2 separate regions of the Rattus norvegicus genome follow, and region 1 is linked to region 2. Evidence: chromatin contacts called from public Hi-C data. All regions are on one chromosome and are shown on one strand. Each heading gives the region's core, a stretch centred on a gene start, on an enhancer-like site or on the middle of the called end of the contact. The rest is flanking DNA. Distances are from core to core; before and after follow the strand shown. Region 1 has its middle 62 kb from the start of S1pr3. Region 2 holds the start of S1pr3 (sphingosine-1-phosphate receptor 3).

Region 1 (5,247 bases), core at 521-3,020, 61 kb after region 2:
TGATGTATACAGTGTGAAAATGACCCAGGGACTCTGTCTCAAACAAGGCAGATGGTGAAGACCAACACCTGCGGTTGCGGTTGCCCTCTGACCTGCACACATTGCACACATACGCTTGGGCACACAGGGTCACACATACGTTCTCTCTCTCTCTCTCTCTCTCTCTCTCTCTCTCTCTCTCTCACACACACACACACACACACACCCTCTCTCTGTCTCTCTCTGACACACATACACTCTGTGTGTGTCTCTCTCATACACATACACACACACTCTCTCTCAAACTGAACATCATGAATACCATGTCAAGAAAGCATATATACTCCCGCTGGTGACACACTCTAGGCAAGTTTAGGGCACAGAAAAATCCAGGAAGAGCAAGGACAGTGGAGTCTTGACTCCCTTGGAGCAAGTGTGGGAGCCCATAGCCTGTGAAGGGAACTTTAGATCCTGAGAAGCAGAACTCAGAATTAGACTGGGGAGTGCGGGGATTGGGGGTTGGGGGGTGGGGAGCAGTCTCATCTTAGTGATGACCTGCTTGGCTTGGAGTCCCAAGACCAAAAGTGCCACAATTGGCTGGAACCCAGCAAGGGACATGACTATCCCAGGGTGCTCAGTTGCAAAGGTTTGCTGTGAAGAAGAAAACGAGAGAGGGTGAAGAAGGAGAGTGACTCTGGAGATATAGAGAAGACCATTCTCCACTTAGCTGCTGTCCAGCCCCACTCCCTTCTCTTTCCTTCTCCCATTTACCATGGAGATTGAGGTTCTCTGTGCTGTGTATTCCCTGTGTCTGTTTCTCTCTGTCTCTGTCTCTGTCTCTCTCTCTGCCTCTCTCTGTCTCTCTCTGTCTCTCTCTGTCTCTCTGTCTCTCTCTCTGCCTCTCTCTGTCTCTCTCTCTGCCTCTCTCTGTCTCTCTCTCTGTCTCTCTCTGTCTCTCTCTCTGTCTCTCTCTGTCTCTCTCTCTGTCTCTCTCTGTCTCTCTCTGTCTTTCTGTCTCTGTCTCTCTGTCTCTCTCTCTGTGTGTCTCTGTCTCTCTCTCTGCCTCTCTCTGCCTCTCTCTGTCTCTCTCTGTCTCTCTCTGTCTCTCTCTCTCTGTGTCTCTGTCTCTCTCTCTCTCCCCCCTCCAAGCTGTAAGTAGCTAAGGGCGATGTGGGAGAATTGGTAGTGAGGGGTGGGGGGTCAGGATGATACAGAGGCTATGGAACAGAACCAGCTCTGAGAGACTACATTCCAGGCCTGAGAACGTCACATCACATTAGCTCAAGGTTGGCAAGCCGAAATCGGAGCTGACATTTGAAAGGGTGACTGATGAGAGACCGAGAGAAGACGTGCAGCAACGGTTTCCATACCCCTGACATCTTTGCTCCAGTCTGGCATATGGGGAGAGGACCTGAATGAAAGCAGTCTCACAGGAGGAATGGCTGGTGGCTGGGGGGAGCTGGCAGGAATTGAGGCTGAGAGTAATTCAGTTTTTTTCCCATCAGAGCAGGATTTATGCCCAGTTCACAGCCCTTGGAGGAATTTCCCTGGCCTTTCTACTTCGTTGTGAAATTTCTGGCCCCAGTATCTCTAAGCAGATGCAAATGTCAGCAGGGAGGGGGTCTGATCCAAAGAGAAGTAGCTCTTTGTCTCTCCCTGCAAATTCAAAACAGAAGAAATTCCCATTTTCGTAAGCATGACTGCGTCTGGATCAAAGTCAGAGAGGCTGGGAGCAGCTGGGGCCTGGGTGAAGGGGCCCTGGAACTCAGATGCAGGCTGGTGGGGAGGTGGAGGAGAGGGGGTAGCCATAGAAAGCAAGACAGAAGTGGAATTCCATGCTTGTATTCCAAGAGAACAGTGAGTGTTCCGGGAGCCCCATCTCTGGATTAGGGACATGGTTGGCAAGTAACCATTGCTTCCTTGCTGTGCGTTTTAGTGAGGACAAATCCTATGCAAGAGGCTTGAGTAGGGAGTGCAGGAGAGTTTCTCTCTGCAGGAAAGGGTCTTGGTTTTCAGTGCCCTTACTGCCCTTCCATCAAACTGGTATCAAGTCAGCTCACAGGCAAGCCCTGGATTCCGTCCTGTACTCAGTCAGGATCTTCATGAGGTAGCCTGTCAGGTCCTGACCAGTCAAGTCCACGATGGCATGAAAGAGAACGTAGACCTCACAGATTGGCACAGTGTGGGTGACCATGCCCCCAGAATCCATCACGATGCTACTGGTTCAACCAGAGACGTGCAGGGACAGCACATGGATGGCTATGAATATGACTGGGGTGTTGAAGCTCTCAAGCACGAGCTGGGTCATCTTTTACAGTTGGCCTTGGGGACCAGGCGAGCCTCTGTGAGTAGCATGGGGTGCTCCTCAGGGGAGTCTACACACAACTTGTAGAAGGTGTGTGGTGTTGAATCAACTCCTTATGACCCCAGTTGTTGACAGTGCTGTTGCTCAACGGGTTACTTCAGGGTCAGAATGGCTCTCTTGCTCTGGGCTTCACCACCCACGTAGGAGTCCTGCTGGCCCATGCCCACCATTGTGCTCTCAAGGACATGCAACACCATGCAGGTTTCAGCTGCTCTAAGTAGAGACGACTACTAAGACCTGTCCAACACAGAGGGTGCTTAGGAAAACTTAAACCAGCACCCGGAAGAAACACCGGCATGCCCTGTGTTTATTGGGATACTTGGGACAACATCTAAGACACAGACTGACAATACAAGTTATAACCTGAACAAAAAGGGAATCTGGGAGATGTCACCTGGTGATGACTGGAGTTTGACTCCTAGAGTCCATATGGACAGAACCAGCTCTTGAAAGTTTTCTTCTCATTTCCATACACACACCATTGCACACATACACCATTGCACGTGCGTGCGTGCACACACACACACACACACAGACACACACATACACCACCACCACCAACAACAACAACAATAAATATAGGGTTTATTATTTAAAGAATAACTTCAGATGAGGCAAAAGAAAATGGCCCATTTTTACTTTGATTTTAAGTTGATCATACCTACTGATTTTTCATACTTGACACTCTTCAATGATCAAAAATAACCTTTCCCCTAGTTCTAAGAATTTCTAACGAGAACTTGCCTAGCAGAGGCATCGCATGTCTTCACTACGAGAAGTAGTAGTTATGGAAGCAATCCATATCGAGTGAGCACTTCTTTAAGATCTGCTACCTGACTGTGAAGGGCAGGAAGGCTGGGGCAGAGCCTCCTCATCCAAATTACTAAAGGCTCTCCCTGCCCCCACCCCTGGACAATGGACCTGCTCAGGACTATGCTAGGACAGAGAGGTAAGGGGCATGATATTAGCTTCAAGCTAACAACTGTTTTCTGCTTAGTCTAGTGAGAGGTTTTATCCTTAATGGATATTGTACGTTGTCAAATGTGTCGTCTGTGGCTATCATAGTAATTACAGCTCATTGGAGTTCTTACTATGGACATGTATTTTGATGGTTAACTTTAATTGTCAATTTGACATAACTTAGAGTCACCTGGAAAGAAAACCTAAGGGTGGGATTGTCTTCATTGAGTTGGCTTGTGGGCATGTCTGGGTGGGGGTTGTCTTAAGTTAATTGATGAAGGAAGACTCAGCCCACTGTGGGTGTCACCATTCCCTAGGCAGAGGTTCCTGAGCTGTGTAAGAATATAGAAGTTGAACTGAGCACAAGCAAGCAAGCAAGCAAGTAAGCATGGATGCCTTCATTTCTCTCTGCTCTGACCGTGGATTTGATGTGACCAATTTTTTTTTTTTTTGGTTCTTTTTTTCAGAGCTGGGGACCAAACCCAGGGCCTTGCGCTTCCTAGGCAAGCACTCTACCACTGAGCTAAATCCCCAACCCCTGATGTGACCAACTTTTGAAGTTCGAAGTTTCTGCTTTGACTTTCTTACCATGTTTAACTACAATCTGGAATTGGGAAGCTAAAATATTTTAATCACCGCAACAGACATGAAACTATAACACTTATAGATGCTGTTACCGAAACAATACAGAGGGATCCATTCAGAGGTACCTCTTACCCAGTGCTTCCTAAAGATAACATCTTGTAGTCTCCAAACACAGTATTACAGCCAGGACTTTGTGGTCAGTAGACCCAAGATACAGATCATTTCCATTATCTAAAGGAACATCCCTTGGCATCTGTGCACGCTTCCACATTCCCTCCCACCTGTTTTTAAGTTTTCTTTTCCATTTGCTGTATCCCAATACCACACCCACACATGCTTGAGACCTGTGGCTAGTAACAGGCCTTGGAATTTAGTAGATGAATTCTTCCACTTTTTCTTTCTTTTTCAAAATTCTAGATCTTCTGCTTTTCCATCTACATTTTAGATTGCGTTGACTAATGTTGGGCCAACTCTTCTACAGACACCCTGCTTTTCTTTACATTGTGTTTGGGCGTGGGTGCTCTTGCAAGAGTCAGTTCTTTCTCCCCACCCCGGGGTCGGCTGAGGAAGGACTGAACTCAGTAGTCAGGCTTAGCAGCCAACCCCTTCCCCACAAAGCTATTTTAAGTTTTTGTATCATATGCTTCTTAGTATTTAGAAACATAGTTTTCAGCGCTGGTGTTGTATTAATGGTCCTATTGATTAATTACAGTTTGGTGTTGTCTTTTAAGGTCTTTGGATTCTCCTGCATATACAACTATGTTATTGAAAGATGGGGACTTTCATTCTTTCAAATCTCTCTCTTTCTCTCTCTCTCTCTCTCTCTCTCTCTCTCTCTCTCTCTCTCACACACACACACACACACACACACACACACACACACACACATTGTATAGCTGGGTGCTGGACACTGAGAGTAAATTCCTTACCTCATTTCCTAGCTTAGGAAACCGCATCTGGTCCTTCACTGTTAGGTATCCCAGAGTAAAAGGAACTTGTAGACTGACCTAGAAGGTTTGTTTTGTTTTGTTTTGTTTTGTTTATATCAAGACCTCATTATGCATCCTGTCCTGGCCTCAAAGTCACAATCCTCCTGTCCCCAGCCTCTTGAGTGCTGGAATGTGGGACAGTCATGTGCCCCAAGACCAGCTGCAAATGTTCCTTTTCAAACCGATAAAGGTCACCTTTATCCCATCTGTATGCCAGTGTTACCTCTAGTAGATGTAGGATTTGATGAAGTACCTTTTGGTATTGCTGACGTGCCGTGTGGTTTTAATTCTTTGGTCTCTTAGCACTGTGGTCCAAGCAGTTATTGACCATTCGGTCTGTACTATATCCCCGAAATAAATCATACTCTG
Region 2 (5,017 bases), core at 1,697-4,196:
CCTGTGAGACAAAGGTTACCGATGAAAGCTGAGGACGGCCCCGTTTCTCCCACCTTTCTTCTTCAAGCACGGATACAAGTGCCTCTGCCTGGTGGGGCTTCTCCATGTCTCCCTGTCTGCGGTCCCTGTCCTTCTCGTTAGCAAACAAGAGGACACACAGATCCCAAGGCGGTCCAAGAAACCCCAGATATGGAGGTCATGTCCCAAGAACACTGGGTGCCCTGTGAATGTCTTGAACATCAAACTTGTCTGTGGAAAGGCATTGGATCATGGATGCAAGATCTGAACGTGCCTTACAGTAGTTTTCTCCTTTGCCCACTTTTGTGGTCAGGCTTTTCAAATTCTCCCTACAGTGCTTGCTCCTGGCAAGGACAGGGGACCAACTTACTGCCACACTTTCCAGAAAATGAAGGTAGACGTGTGGAAATCTCTTGTGTCAGGAAGGTAGCAATATGTACAAACGTGAGGTGTCTTGCCCAGGAAGGCCATCCCGGTCACACGTAGTCCCTACAAGAGCATGAGACTTCTGAATGGACACAGTGGGAAACTGAGGTTCCTAATGGCAGAGCCTAGCTGGAGATGAGGCATCTGTCCTAGCCCATCCCTTCAGGGATAAGGTTTTTATGAGTTGGTCACTTGTCCTAGGTCCCTTCTCTAGAAGGTGCTAAGAGCCTCTTGGTGTCTTTACAGCCTAATTGCTTGTAGCTACAGGCATTCCAAGACCAGTCCCGGAGTTTGGGTGGAATGTTTAGATGACTCTTAGAGACAGGGGAATAGAAGGATATTAAAATCCAAGGATTGCAGTCAGCCTGCCCAAGAGCTTGTGGGAAGGAAACCTTTTAGGATCCTATAACATGGATCCAAAATTGGTAATCATGGAATCCTGAGGGCAGACAAGATTTTAAGAGTCAAGGAACCAGTTGGGGATTTAGCTCAGTGGTAGAAGGCCCTGGGTTCAGTCCTCAGCTCCGGGGGGGGGGGGGGGGGGGGAGGGGCAAGGAACCACAACACCACATCCCAGCTAACACAGCTTGCTCACAGGTGACCTTCAAACTTTGATGGTAAAGGAGGGGTTCAGATAACACAAGGGAACCCCTACGTTTTTTTCAACAACAATGACACACTCAAGTGTTTACTATTCTTGTAACAAAAAGTATAACAAAAAGTATACCCATAAACTGTAGGCATTGAGGAAGAAATCTGTGTAACAACATATCATGCTTTCCAGAAAAAGGACCAGTCCCCAATTCATGGAAAGCAGGTCATCAGACTAGTATATAAAGCTTCATAGGAAGTGGGAGGTCCTACATCATGTATGGTAGAGAACCAGGAGGGTCTCGGTAGGGTGTGTGTGTGTGTGTGTGTGTGTGTGTGTGTGTGTGTGTAAAGAACAAATGGCATCGGGGAGACATCCTAAGTGGTTAGGATGTAATTCTCTCCAAATGTTGGCGGAGGCTTCCAAAGGGCAGGCTCTCCAGGTGGACCCTCGGATGTATGTAGACAGCCTGACACTGACCGGATGTGAGCATCTGCCCATCTGCAGATGGGAAGAGCCGATGTGGGGGTTCTATGGCAACACAATACTCGCCCCAGCACTGAGCTCTGTAGCCCTTAAGAGGTTTATAGATCTAGATTCCTCCACAGCTACCTAAACAGAGCCCTCGTGCACGCACGCTCATATGCTCACACACACGCACACACCCCACCACCACCACCACCACCACCACCACCACTACCTCAACCAAACATCCCTGACCACAGCCACAACTTGCCAGGCATTTACCTGCAGTATGTGACCCTTTGGTCCACTTTTGAGGAATTATGTTCACTTGACTCTATCTGCCTGGTTTTCATCTATGACGGATGGAACTTGGAATAGATAAATGTTTGTAGGACGTGATATGCAATACCAGAGACTTGTGACAGCAGATTTTAGAATGAGTGACTCTGGAGGCTTGGAGGAGGTATGTGCCATAGAGGAGAGGAGACCCCCTCCCCTCCTTCCCCTGGACTCAGAATGTTACACATACCTTAACAGTGGTGTTCAAAGCAAAGTATTTCCTTTTAAACAGCTGACATGAAAAACCCTCTTACATTAAGTCTTAGGAATATGGCATCGGGATTGTTCAAGTCCAGAGAGACAGGGACACAGAGACCGTGTACAGGCACATGGTTAATGGCCACCCTCCCTTTTCTTCTATCTCATTCAAGAATGTATGACATACCAATTTTCCCTGGGAGCCTCATTATTGCTTTGCAGGTACCTTGTCGTCTAGTTCTAGGCCTGACGCTCCCCGAATTGCCTGCTCTAGAAGTGCTAAGGAAACTGGAGTTTTGTAGCTCATACAACTGAAAAGAATGCTTTTGCTTTCTCCCAGAGGGAAAAACCACAGCCATTCCCAATGCCCGGGTTTTCTTCTCGTGAGGGTGTCTAACTTCTTAATTAGCCAAGTAAAACAAGGATCTTTCCCTGGAGAGCTTGCGCACTCCCGCTCAGGGTTTACAAACACATTTTAAAAGCCCCGGTTGCTATCTAAAAGAACCCTATACCTCTTCACCAGCTCCAACTGATGACTAGGTCCTGCTCTCCGGGTTATGAATGGCCCGGAGAACGGGAGCGGGTGGCCAAAGCGAGACACTCGCGAGCTCAAATCACTGTGGTGCCTGGATTTGGTTAAAATTTTATCCAAAAAGTAGTTCGGGTGGACCCGGAGCCGCTCCCTCAACCCGCGACTCTGGATTGTGTAGCCCCGATCCGATTTCGCCGCTCACCTCGTTCTGCAAGGCTCATCTGGGCTGGTTGCATGCTGCCACCGCTAAGTCTCAGCTAAGGCTCCAGTTTAGGGGCTCCTCCGGAGGTCGCTCGTGGCCTCAGGTTTCTCTCTGGCTAAGCTTGTCCAGCCGCCTCGCTCAGCACCCGGACCTTGTCGCCTGCCCCTGAACTTGCTCGCCCAGATTCTGCCCCAGAGGATCCGAAGGCAAACTTTTGCCACAGCCCTCCGGGGCGGGGCCCAGAGTCACCCGCCTCCTGCCGCCCCTAACCCAAGCTTCAGAGCTTCTGCGGGCTGGTTCCCATTTACGTACCGTGGTTCCCAGCCACGTCCTGCCTCCGGCCAGGTCCCCGCCCAGTCTTTCTGCCAGTCCGCTGCATCCGCGCTGTCCAGACCCGCGGACCCTGGCTGGACTCTTCAACCCTCTGGATTCCCTCTGCCTCTATTCCTCCACCAATCACCGCCCCCCCTCCCGCCCCAAAACCTGCTCCAGGACCCAGCAGTCGCAGATACCGAACCGGGTACAGAGCTGGACTTGGGTAGACCTAGGTGGCCAGAAGGATTTGAGAGGATTCTTACTAATACTGTTCTCCCTTCGAGATGACTGTGTTAACTATCTTTAACCTGAAATTAACTGACTACCAGCCTGAGCTGGTAAGCTAAGCCCCCTGCCCCTCCGGACTCCTACCCTGCCCCCATTCCTTTCTGAACTGCAAGGCTGGGACCCCAGCCTCTTGTGTATTTCAGGTCCTGACTCCTGTGTCTTGCTTACCTTAGTTAACCACACCCCGGTCTACTCCCGCGCTCTGGGCAAGCCTCACCAGCTATGTGGGGAGAAATGAGAATCTTTAGGGGGAACCACATGCACGATTGTCCGTTACAAAGGAAATGCAAAAGACCTCCAGACCAGCTTGGGGAAGGAGAGGAGAGAGGAAGCAGAGCATGGCTAAATTCCTGAGCAGGCAGGGTCCTGGCCCCTGTTACCTCTTCTCAAGTGCTTTGTTGCCTACAGAAGATGAATTTGCCGCGTTCTTGGGGTTCATCTTGGGACTTTTGGCCTTCTCTGTTGCCCTGTGAGAAGCCCAAGCCCTCTGGGTCACAAGCCGGGCTGCAGGGCTCCAGCTGCCTCAGCTGCACGACTCCCCTGAGCTCTGGTCCTACTTGCCTAGCCTTCCAAATTTGCCTAGTGTCTCGGACACAGCTGGAAAAAGTTCTCTCCCTGAGTGCAAGGAGAATGACCATGCCTCCTGACTCCTGCGACATCCAGTTAAAGGAGGGAGAGGTGGCCACAGTTGAAGATGTTTCTGTAGCTGTCTCTGCAGACACTTCCTGAGGTCAGGGTAACAGCACAGTCTTCTTAGTCACTGCGTCTAACCCCACAAAAAGGCCCAGTGCTCTAGCTGTTTCCCACTGTGTCACCGTCCCTTCCCGGGCAGGTAGAGGTGTGTTTTAATAGCATCTGTATCTCCTTTTCCCAGGTAAACCGTCCTCCAGATAGAACAGGGTGACCCTGAGTCTCTATGACAGTTCCTCCAGCCTCAGACAGCGCTCTCCCACAGCCTGAGAGGTACCAGGCTCTTACTGCTACCGGCAGTCTTTCTCAAGAGTGATTCCACCTGCAGCATCCCTGAGGCTAACGAGGCTTCTTTTCTCTCAAAGTTTCCTAGCCAGAAGCAGCCATCTTCTGAGTCCAGGCCTCTTTCTCTCTGATGAAGCCCCTGCCTTGCTGTGATGTCTATTCTGATGGAGGCCCCTCCCCTGTCTGCCCTGATGGAGACCTTTCCTCTGTGGACCATGCTAGAAACCTTACCCCTTCTGCTGTTCTGTATCTGGACTTTAAAGCTCAGACACTCAGGCTCTCACACTGGGTCTCTAGGCCCATAGAACCCACTCCGGGCAGATTTCTCTGAATGCATCTTCCCTTGTGTACTGCTGGCTGACGAGAGAAAAACCAGTTTGTAACCTCAGCAGGAACGACAGAGTGAGGGAATCCACGTTCTTGCAACCCTCCCTGAAAAGACAGAGTTGGACATGTGTGTCAGAAGGTGAAAATATGAGAGCTAGCGGGCCGGTCGAGCACACAGCGCTGGCTGGAAGCCAAGAGGCAGTTTTCCACGGAGATGTTAGCAGGTGTCTGACTGTGCTTTGTCCTCTAGACTGAGCTTGGGGCACTTAGGTACTTTCTGAACATCGTTCTTGTGAGAATGTTTGGGTGAGATGAACATCTGTCTGCTGCAGTATATGGC

What was found. A called contact is a pair of places that touch in the nucleus more often than the background predicts.
Region 1: a Hi-C map of Schwann cells shows a contact between it and region 2, with 6 times the contacts expected there. The contact joins the enhancer-like site here to the promoter of S1pr3 in region 2. A contact is called at or near these places in 3 of 12 Hi-C or Micro-C datasets (the A7r5 cell line, Schwann cells and mammary epithelial cells).

The regions. Positions count from the first base shown.
Region 1 is chr17:14,005,256-14,010,502 of GRCr8, forward strand. No RefSeq gene overlaps it. Among named protein-coding and RNA genes, the nearest start is that of S1pr3, 62 kb to the left of the region's middle. Within about 2 kb of position 1,771, at least 9 of the 93 cell types and tissues checked have an H3K27ac peak or open chromatin away from gene starts, as enhancers often do. A contact at or near this core is called in Schwann cells, where this site is marked.
Region 2 is chr17:13,943,067-13,948,083 of GRCr8, forward strand. It overlaps S1pr3 (sphingosine-1-phosphate receptor 3), which reads right to left and starts at 2,947. Exons shown (of 2, transcript NM_001271143.1): 1 at 2,773-2,947.